2 separate regions of the Danio rerio genome follow, and region 2 is linked to region 1. A link is a contact called in public HiChIP or PLAC-seq data. All regions are on one chromosome and are shown on one strand. The core of a region is the stretch at or near the end of the contact, and the rest is flanking DNA. Distances in the headings are between cores, read along the strand shown.

Region 1 (3,721 bases), core at 616-3,115:
TCATGTTTAAACTTAATTTTTAACTTAAGTTGCGCAAGTCAGTTAAACATAATATATAAAAGTTCAATGAACTCAAAAGATTCATTTGATTCAGCTTAAAAATGTAAGGCAACCAGGGTTTTTTTTTACAGTGTACACAGTAAAAACCATAAGACAAAAAAAAATCATGACTACAAATCTTTTTAAGATACTTTAACTCAATAAAAAAAAAAAAAACACGTCTGTAGTCAACTTAAAGAAGGATACACTCCTGGGTAAATGGAGGAAATGGGTTGAATATATTTTAGTTATAAGACCTGACTTTGTTGCAATAAACAAATAGAATATGCTCAACTGATAGATAAATATATGCTAATGTGTTGTTTATATGTATATGGTTATATATATTCATATTGTGTTGTTTGTAATCCCCATGTATATGAAGATGGTCATTTGAGATTATTCTGGAAGGAAATATATATTGACATGCGTTCACACAATAGTGCTTTACTTTTATAATTTTTTCTTCTGTTTTTGTTTGTTTGTTTTTTATGCTATTGCTTTTATAATTTAACAAAATTTGAGTACTATGTATTGTTAGTACACCTGACAGGAATGTACGTAAATTGTATATCACTTAAGGTCACATATTGAGATTCAAATGTACCTTGAAATGTTGTATGATTGCACTCAATTGAGTGTTCACAATAAGCATAAAATAAAAAAGTTACTTTAACTTATTTTAATAAGTTAACCAGACTTCAACTACATCTTTGCAAGTTATTTACATGTTATGCAAAGTTTAACTTAATCTTTTAAATTGGTTTAGCTGATATAAGTTGAGATGACTATAAATCTACGTTTGATTCAACAACAAAAAAAAATGTACGTTTGATTCAACAACAAAAAAAAATGAAGTCAAGATTTTTTTACAGTGTAGTTTCAGGTCACAGAGCAACAGCACATCTGACCCAGCCCCTGTCTACCTCCTCATGAGATCTGACACTGGCACAGACATGCTGGAAAGCACATTCAAGTATTATGATTTGCATGTAGTGTTATATTAACATCTGAATCTGCTCTTTGTCTCTTTGAATTAAGGCCATCTGATGTCCCACGTGGCTCACATAATTGGGGCATCAAAAAACTTTTTCCTGAGAGGCCACTCTCCATCACAGTTGCTGGATGGAGGAAATAATTGAGCGGCATGTGTTTGACATGTTCCAAATTACATTTGTTCCCAGGAGCAAACAAAAGGTTTGCCTTTGAGTGTGAGGTGATTTAAAATTAACCATGCATAGGATTGTTTTAATATCTGAGGAGGACTTATCAGACTTAGTTACGTTTAAAACCTTTATCAAAATAATATTAACATAAGTTTTTGTTACCTATGGTTTCCCAGGCTCAGATGGAACTGCATCCCACAGGAAGTTCTTCCTCTGTTTCTGTTGGGTTGTCGTTAGTCCATAATCGGTGAAGCGTTTTTAGTCAAGGAATAAGTCACTCCAGCTTTTTTAAATTAGGTATCAAAAAGCCATCCTTCTCAAGTACTCTATCTTAAGTTGTCCTCTTGATCCAGTTAAATTTTCCTGTCAAATAAATACTTCCGTCAGAAACGCTTTCAAAATTCCCTTTCGTTTCATTTAAGGTCATAAATGTTAGCAAAATATATTGAAAACCATACATCTCATGAGTTTCCTCCTCAGCAATCCCTCCAGCCAACAGAAAAGTGCGTCCTTGTCGGGTTTATCAGACTGTGAGGTGCCGCTGGTGAAGAGTCTCGGGACTGTCCGGAAGGCAGTGATAGATACTCTGCGCTCTCTCGCTCCTCTCATCTCTCTCAGGCGCGCGAGAAGGATCTGTTTACGAGCGTTGTTACCGATTAGGGCTGGTGGCGGCGTTGAGAAAGGAAGTTGGCAGGTGTTACCGTGACAGCGACAACGTGAAGCGACGAGGAGAGAAAGCAGCCCGCATACCGGGCATAACCCGCGGGCCAAACCAGGGTCACACACAGAAGCCTTGTCACCTCAGATTTTAACCTCTTCTATTGTTTTAGGGTTACATTTTATACGTTTTTGAGAAGTATGGGTGTTTTCTTATTGATTGCTATAGGCTATTGCATGCAAAAGAAACGAAAGGCAGATTTTAGTTTAATGGAAATATCCATTTAAATATAGTCTATATGTATTATGTGTTATATCAAATTTAAAACAGTCATGGAAATTGACCCTTCAGTGAAGTTTTTATTTTGTTTTAACATGTTTATTGTTAAATTGATTGACTGATTAATTGACTGTAAAATATTTGAAAATGATCGACTGTACATAGATCTTAAAGTTTAGGCTACCCCATATTTTGTACACAGTTTATTTACTCACTTGCTGCCCATCAAACATCAAAAAATTATATTTGTTGTTTGTTCAAACTACTTAACTAAAATGAGCAGAAACAACTAAATTCTTGATGTTTTTGGGGACAACTTCTATGTTTTATGTTGAATCCACTTAAATTTGTAAAACCGATTAAGTTATTAGTTGTGTTGGGACAACATGAAGAAATTGTTTGGAACCCTGCATTTTTTTACCGTGAGAATGTAGGTGACTTTTTAATATTACAGGGCCTTTTTTTCTCAAAAATTGCTAAGGGCCCCTAAATCACTAAGTCTGCCCCTGGTTAAGGGGTAGCTCTGTATATATTTCTTTAGAACATGCAGCAATTGTATCTGTACATATTTACCTGCTGATGTTATTCTTCACAAATAAAAATTACATCTCATATTTAAATGTGTCTATGCCAACATACCATTGCATCATGTTTATTTGTAATCTCAAACACATTAAGTTCATTGGCTGTCGCACTTGCTGACACATTGGCACAGTCAAACTGTGTGTATTGACACAAATTTCATGAGTCTTTTAAATACTTGTGGTATTCCCTAAAAGGGCCCCTAAGTTAAAAGCCTCTCTATGAACCACAACAAACCACTTGCCAATGAAACCACTAAATCACTTCTCACTAATTGTAAATCATTTGTTTAAACTACATATTTAGAATGAGCTGAGACAACACAATTCTTGAGATATTTTGGGAACAACCTAATTGCTTTATGTTCAATCAACTTTAAATTGTCAAAACCAATAAACTTAACTCAAATATTTTGTGTTTTCGCAACATGAATGAATTGTGCGGAATACTGTATTTTTTACAGTATACCTTTTTACACAAGGCAGGCAATATGAATGAGAATGACAGCCCTACTAATGACTTTCCAGAACCATTGGCACTTTAATTTCAGCTTTTCTCAAGCAGTCGACCAGGTGTGCTACTGCTCATCCAGCGAGATTTTTGCAAGTCAGCCATCTTAAGTTTCCTTCGTGTGGTCCGCAGGTGCTGCGTGATGGGACAGCTAGTGGTCCCTCGTGAATGTGAACATGCTGGAGTTCCCAATCCCATCCCGAAACAAAATACTAGCTTCTACTGCAGAGCCTGGACTGCCGCTGTCCTTCTAAACGGTACACATGTCATCAGATCACTTTCAATGCTCATAAATCCTCCAGCCCAAACTTGGTTGTATGTATACTCAGCAGTTGACACATGGATCTTCAGCAGCCATATTTGGAGGTGAGGGTCAAGTTATGGTCAGGGCGGTGCAATAGTTCAGACAGATGTGAATGTGTTTGATGTGGCCACACCTTTTCAGATCAGGTTTCATGTCCAACAGGAGGACATAATGTTCCCTCAT
Region 2 (3,721 bases), core at 751-3,250, 240 kb before region 1:
CCTTAAGACACACAGCAAACAGTTTGGAAGCATTAAAAGTGTCCAATAAGGTACTTTACACCAGGGCTGCCCAAATTAAGTTCTGGAGGGCCAAAGTCCTGTAGAATTTAGCTTCAACTTGCTCTTGCCAGAAGCTTTTTAGAATACCTGGTAAAAGCTTGATTAGTTGGTTCCGGTGTGTCTAATTGTGGATGAAGCTAAAATCTGCAAGACACCGGCCCTTCAGGATTGAGTTTGGGCATCGCTGCCCAAAACTGATCGTATATGTAAAATGTCATACAATAATTTTGTCTACCAAAAGTTACAAATATGCAGGGGTGTATTAGTCACCAATAGTATCTGAATGCAGATTATACAAGGCAAGCTGATTTGTATGTGTGTGTGAATTATTGTAATATTTAACACTTGCAATTACAACGCCCCAACATCTACTTGTATGAATGGTACTTAAAAAATAAATAAATCAAGCACATCTGCACTTGTATATATTCTTGAAAGTATTGTGCTATGAACATACACAAGGGTTAATCAGACGAGGCAGCAAACGGGTAATCAAATTCTGTCACCCTCCTCTGTTTCTCAAAAAGTTCACGTTTGCCTTTCATTTGTGTCTTGTTTATACTGCAGAAAGCATATGGGCACATGTGGAGATACTGTTACATTCAAATCTGTTTCACACAGAAATCAAACTAAGAATGTATATGTACTGCAGTTTAATGTAGATCCTTATATATCATTTCACAATAAACACTGCAAATGCAAATGTTTTCATATGACTTTATGAAACTTTTATCTTTATTATTAATAAACAACTTTACGTTTATAATGGCATTCATGAATTCACATTATAAAATGGGAGTAAACTATAGAAAACAATATAGTATTTTAACCCTCTTTTACTAAATCATGTCTCTTATCAACTCAGCAAATTTCATTTTCATGTTTAGTTTACAAACACTGCAGTACTGGAAAGAATTAAGACAAATAAAGACTCTTTTACACACAGAAAAAAAAATGAATAATTTGTCCAGAATCAACACAACATTAATGAATAATTCTTAAAATTTTATCATCGAGCTATAGGACAACATCAGACTGCACTGATACCAATTACATCTACATTCAAAATATTATACGCTTTCAAAAGTGGTCTATGTTTATCTCTAAACAATGAAATAGGCTCTATATTGACATGTTCGAAACTAAACCAGTGTCTTTCTTGACAGCTATATGCATTGGGGAAAAAAAGGTTTCGTTAGGAGCCATTGGAAATTTGTTCATTTTCTCTTCAACTTTGTCCCTTTATTAAGTCGCCACAGCAGAATGAACCGCCAACTTATGCAGCATATGTTTTACGCAGTGGATGCCTTTCCAGCTGTAACCCATCACTGGGAAACATCCATACACTCTCATTCATACACATACACTACAGACAATTTTACTTACCCAATTCACCTATACATGATATACATATACATAATTTCACCCACATGTCTTTGGACTTTGGGGGAAACCCACACGAACACGGGGAGAACGTGCAAACTCCACACAGAAATGCCAAGTGACCCAGCCGATGCTCGAACCAGCAACCTTTATGTTACCCATTGCGCCACCGTGATGCCCACCATTGTAAAATGTTTACATAGATCGGAAAACAGAATTAATTCACATTGTGTGCAGGTGTCTTAAACCAGTAAAGTACAATTCGGATAAAAAGCTGTAGGATAACTTAGAATTAAAGCTCAGCGTTTTCGTGAGGTCATTGCCAATAAAGAGTTAAAATGGCAATGCTTTAAAGAACACAAATCAAGTTATAATGCAAAAGAGTCGAAAGAACCGATTCACTTAAAAATTTGGGAGCTGGTGTGTCGGGTTCAACCAGGGGTTCAACGTTTGATCTGATAGGGGGCAGTAGTCGATCTCTGCCGCCAAGAACAGTCAGGCGCTGAAGAGGAACTCTGGCAACGTCATTTGATGACGTTTCACGAGTAACGTCAGAGGAAGTTATTCCAGTAAATTCGCGTTAACTAACAAGTTAAAACCTTAGAGGCTATACCTATTCAAACGTTAAAAACAGGGCAGGTTTTAAACAAAGCGTCGACCTTTTCCCACCAGCACGATGATGATGGACGAGGACCAGCCGAGGACGTTGTAAGTGCTGCTGCAGTTTAGTCGGCCGCTTTACGAAGCCAAACTCGTGTTTAAACACGTTTGTTTAAGCGGCGCAGAGGTCGCAAGCACAGTACGCCAAACTTCACATAAGCAACTCGAGCACGAGCCCGTAAATGACTCTTTTTGTTATATGCGAAGTGCGATATGTGCGTCCATTTCAGTATCTACTGCACAAGCCGGTTAAACAACACCAAACTGGAGCAGCGGAACCGAGCCTAGCATGGGTGGCGGTGAAAAATACGGTGTTTGCCTCAACCCACTATTCATTTATCCGGTTATATCCACATGGGTGAACTAATCAGTTCGCATCCCGAATAACGTAGCTAACTTGCTACAGAGGCTTTAGCTACAAGTTCCGTTTGTAGCGCACGGTTTTCGTTACCCAAATAGCTAACTACTAACCGTAAAACACTTAAAATTCTACTGTTATATCCCTCTTAGGGCCCCTCTTATGCTTTCTGCTGTTGAAAGACTGTAATAAGTAAGACTATGTGTGTTTGTACGTGTATTTTCTGTCATGAAATAGCGTTGGAGCTGTTGAATTGTGTTAGCTGCTCGCTCTCTTGCGCTGAAAACGTGGCAGAAATGAAACCCCGCGGAATGCACTGCTGGCGTGAGGGATGGAAGAAAAACTCAACGCGGTGACCGTGTTTCTCAGTTTTCCCTGTGCTCTCCTGTTTTTAGGTATGTCGGGAACCTCTCCAGGGATGTTACGGAGGCCCTCATCCTGCAAGTGTTCTCTCAGATCGGCCCCTGCAAGAGCTGTAAAATGATCCTTGATGTGAGTTAAAAGAATATCCGAGATACAAGGATCCCACTGTCATTTAAAACCTGGATTCTTCTACAAATGGGGTTTCTCTGGGCTGCATAAATCCTGAAAACGAGGAGAACCTTAAACACTCACGCTTCTTACCATGTTCCTGGCTAACTTAGTGTCTGTGATTTTTATTTTTATAAATGTATAAAGTTAATTTATTTTAGGTTATAAAATGGTCTCATCAAAATGATTTTAAAACCAATTACATACTTTGATCACAAACTACATGGGATATTTACCCTAAATTAAATGTAAAGTAATTTTTATTTATTGCTTTGTTGTGTAATGTCATACTTTGGTAATCAATAAAATATCTTATTGATATTGGACATGCAAACATATAGGTGTCATTGTCCAGAGCAAGCAGAAGTAACTATCATTTTATACTAAGAAAAAACGTGCAAACTTCCTCACCTTCGCAAACAAATTGAATCAGCTCATGTGGGAGTTCATTATGATTTGCAGTCATAAAAAAAAAAAAATCCAAAATTTTCTTCTAAAAAATTAGTCAGCATCTTAGATTAATGATTAAATGAACATCATGTTTTATTTTAGATGAGCTATCACCCTAAGGTCATGATGATTAATTTATTTTAAAAAAAGAGTGAGAATCTTGGATGTCCTTAACAGCGTTTTGGCAAATTATTATTTTTTTTTTCTCCAGACAACTGGAAATGACCCATACTGCTTTGTGGAGTTCTATGAGAACAGACATGCTGCTGCAGCTCTGGC

Evidence for each region. HiChIP or PLAC-seq counts read pairs in DNA pulled down with a chosen protein or histone mark.
Region 2: an H3K4me3 HiChIP or PLAC-seq map of gastrula embryo shows a contact between it and region 1, with 7 times the contacts expected there. The contact joins the promoter of tia1l here to the promoter of zdhhc23a in region 1. A contact is called at or near these places in 1 of 18 Hi-C or Micro-C datasets (an unstated tissue) and 2 of 4 datasets of contacts at active chromatin or transcription factors (embryo and gastrula embryo).

Annotation. Positions count from the first base shown.
Region 1 is chr5:24,935,236-24,938,956 of GRCz12tu, reverse strand. zdhhc23a (zDHHC palmitoyltransferase 23a) reads right to left here and starts at 1,865. Exons shown (of 10, transcript NM_001423837.1): 1 at 1,664-1,865; 2 at 1,368-1,568.
Region 2 is chr5:25,173,548-25,177,268 of GRCz12tu, reverse strand. tia1l (cytotoxic granule-associated RNA binding protein 1, like) reads left to right here and starts at 2,000. Exons shown (of 11, transcript NM_200182.2): 1 at 2,000-2,151; 2 at 2,857-2,953; 3 at 3,654-3,721. The coding sequence starts at 2,120.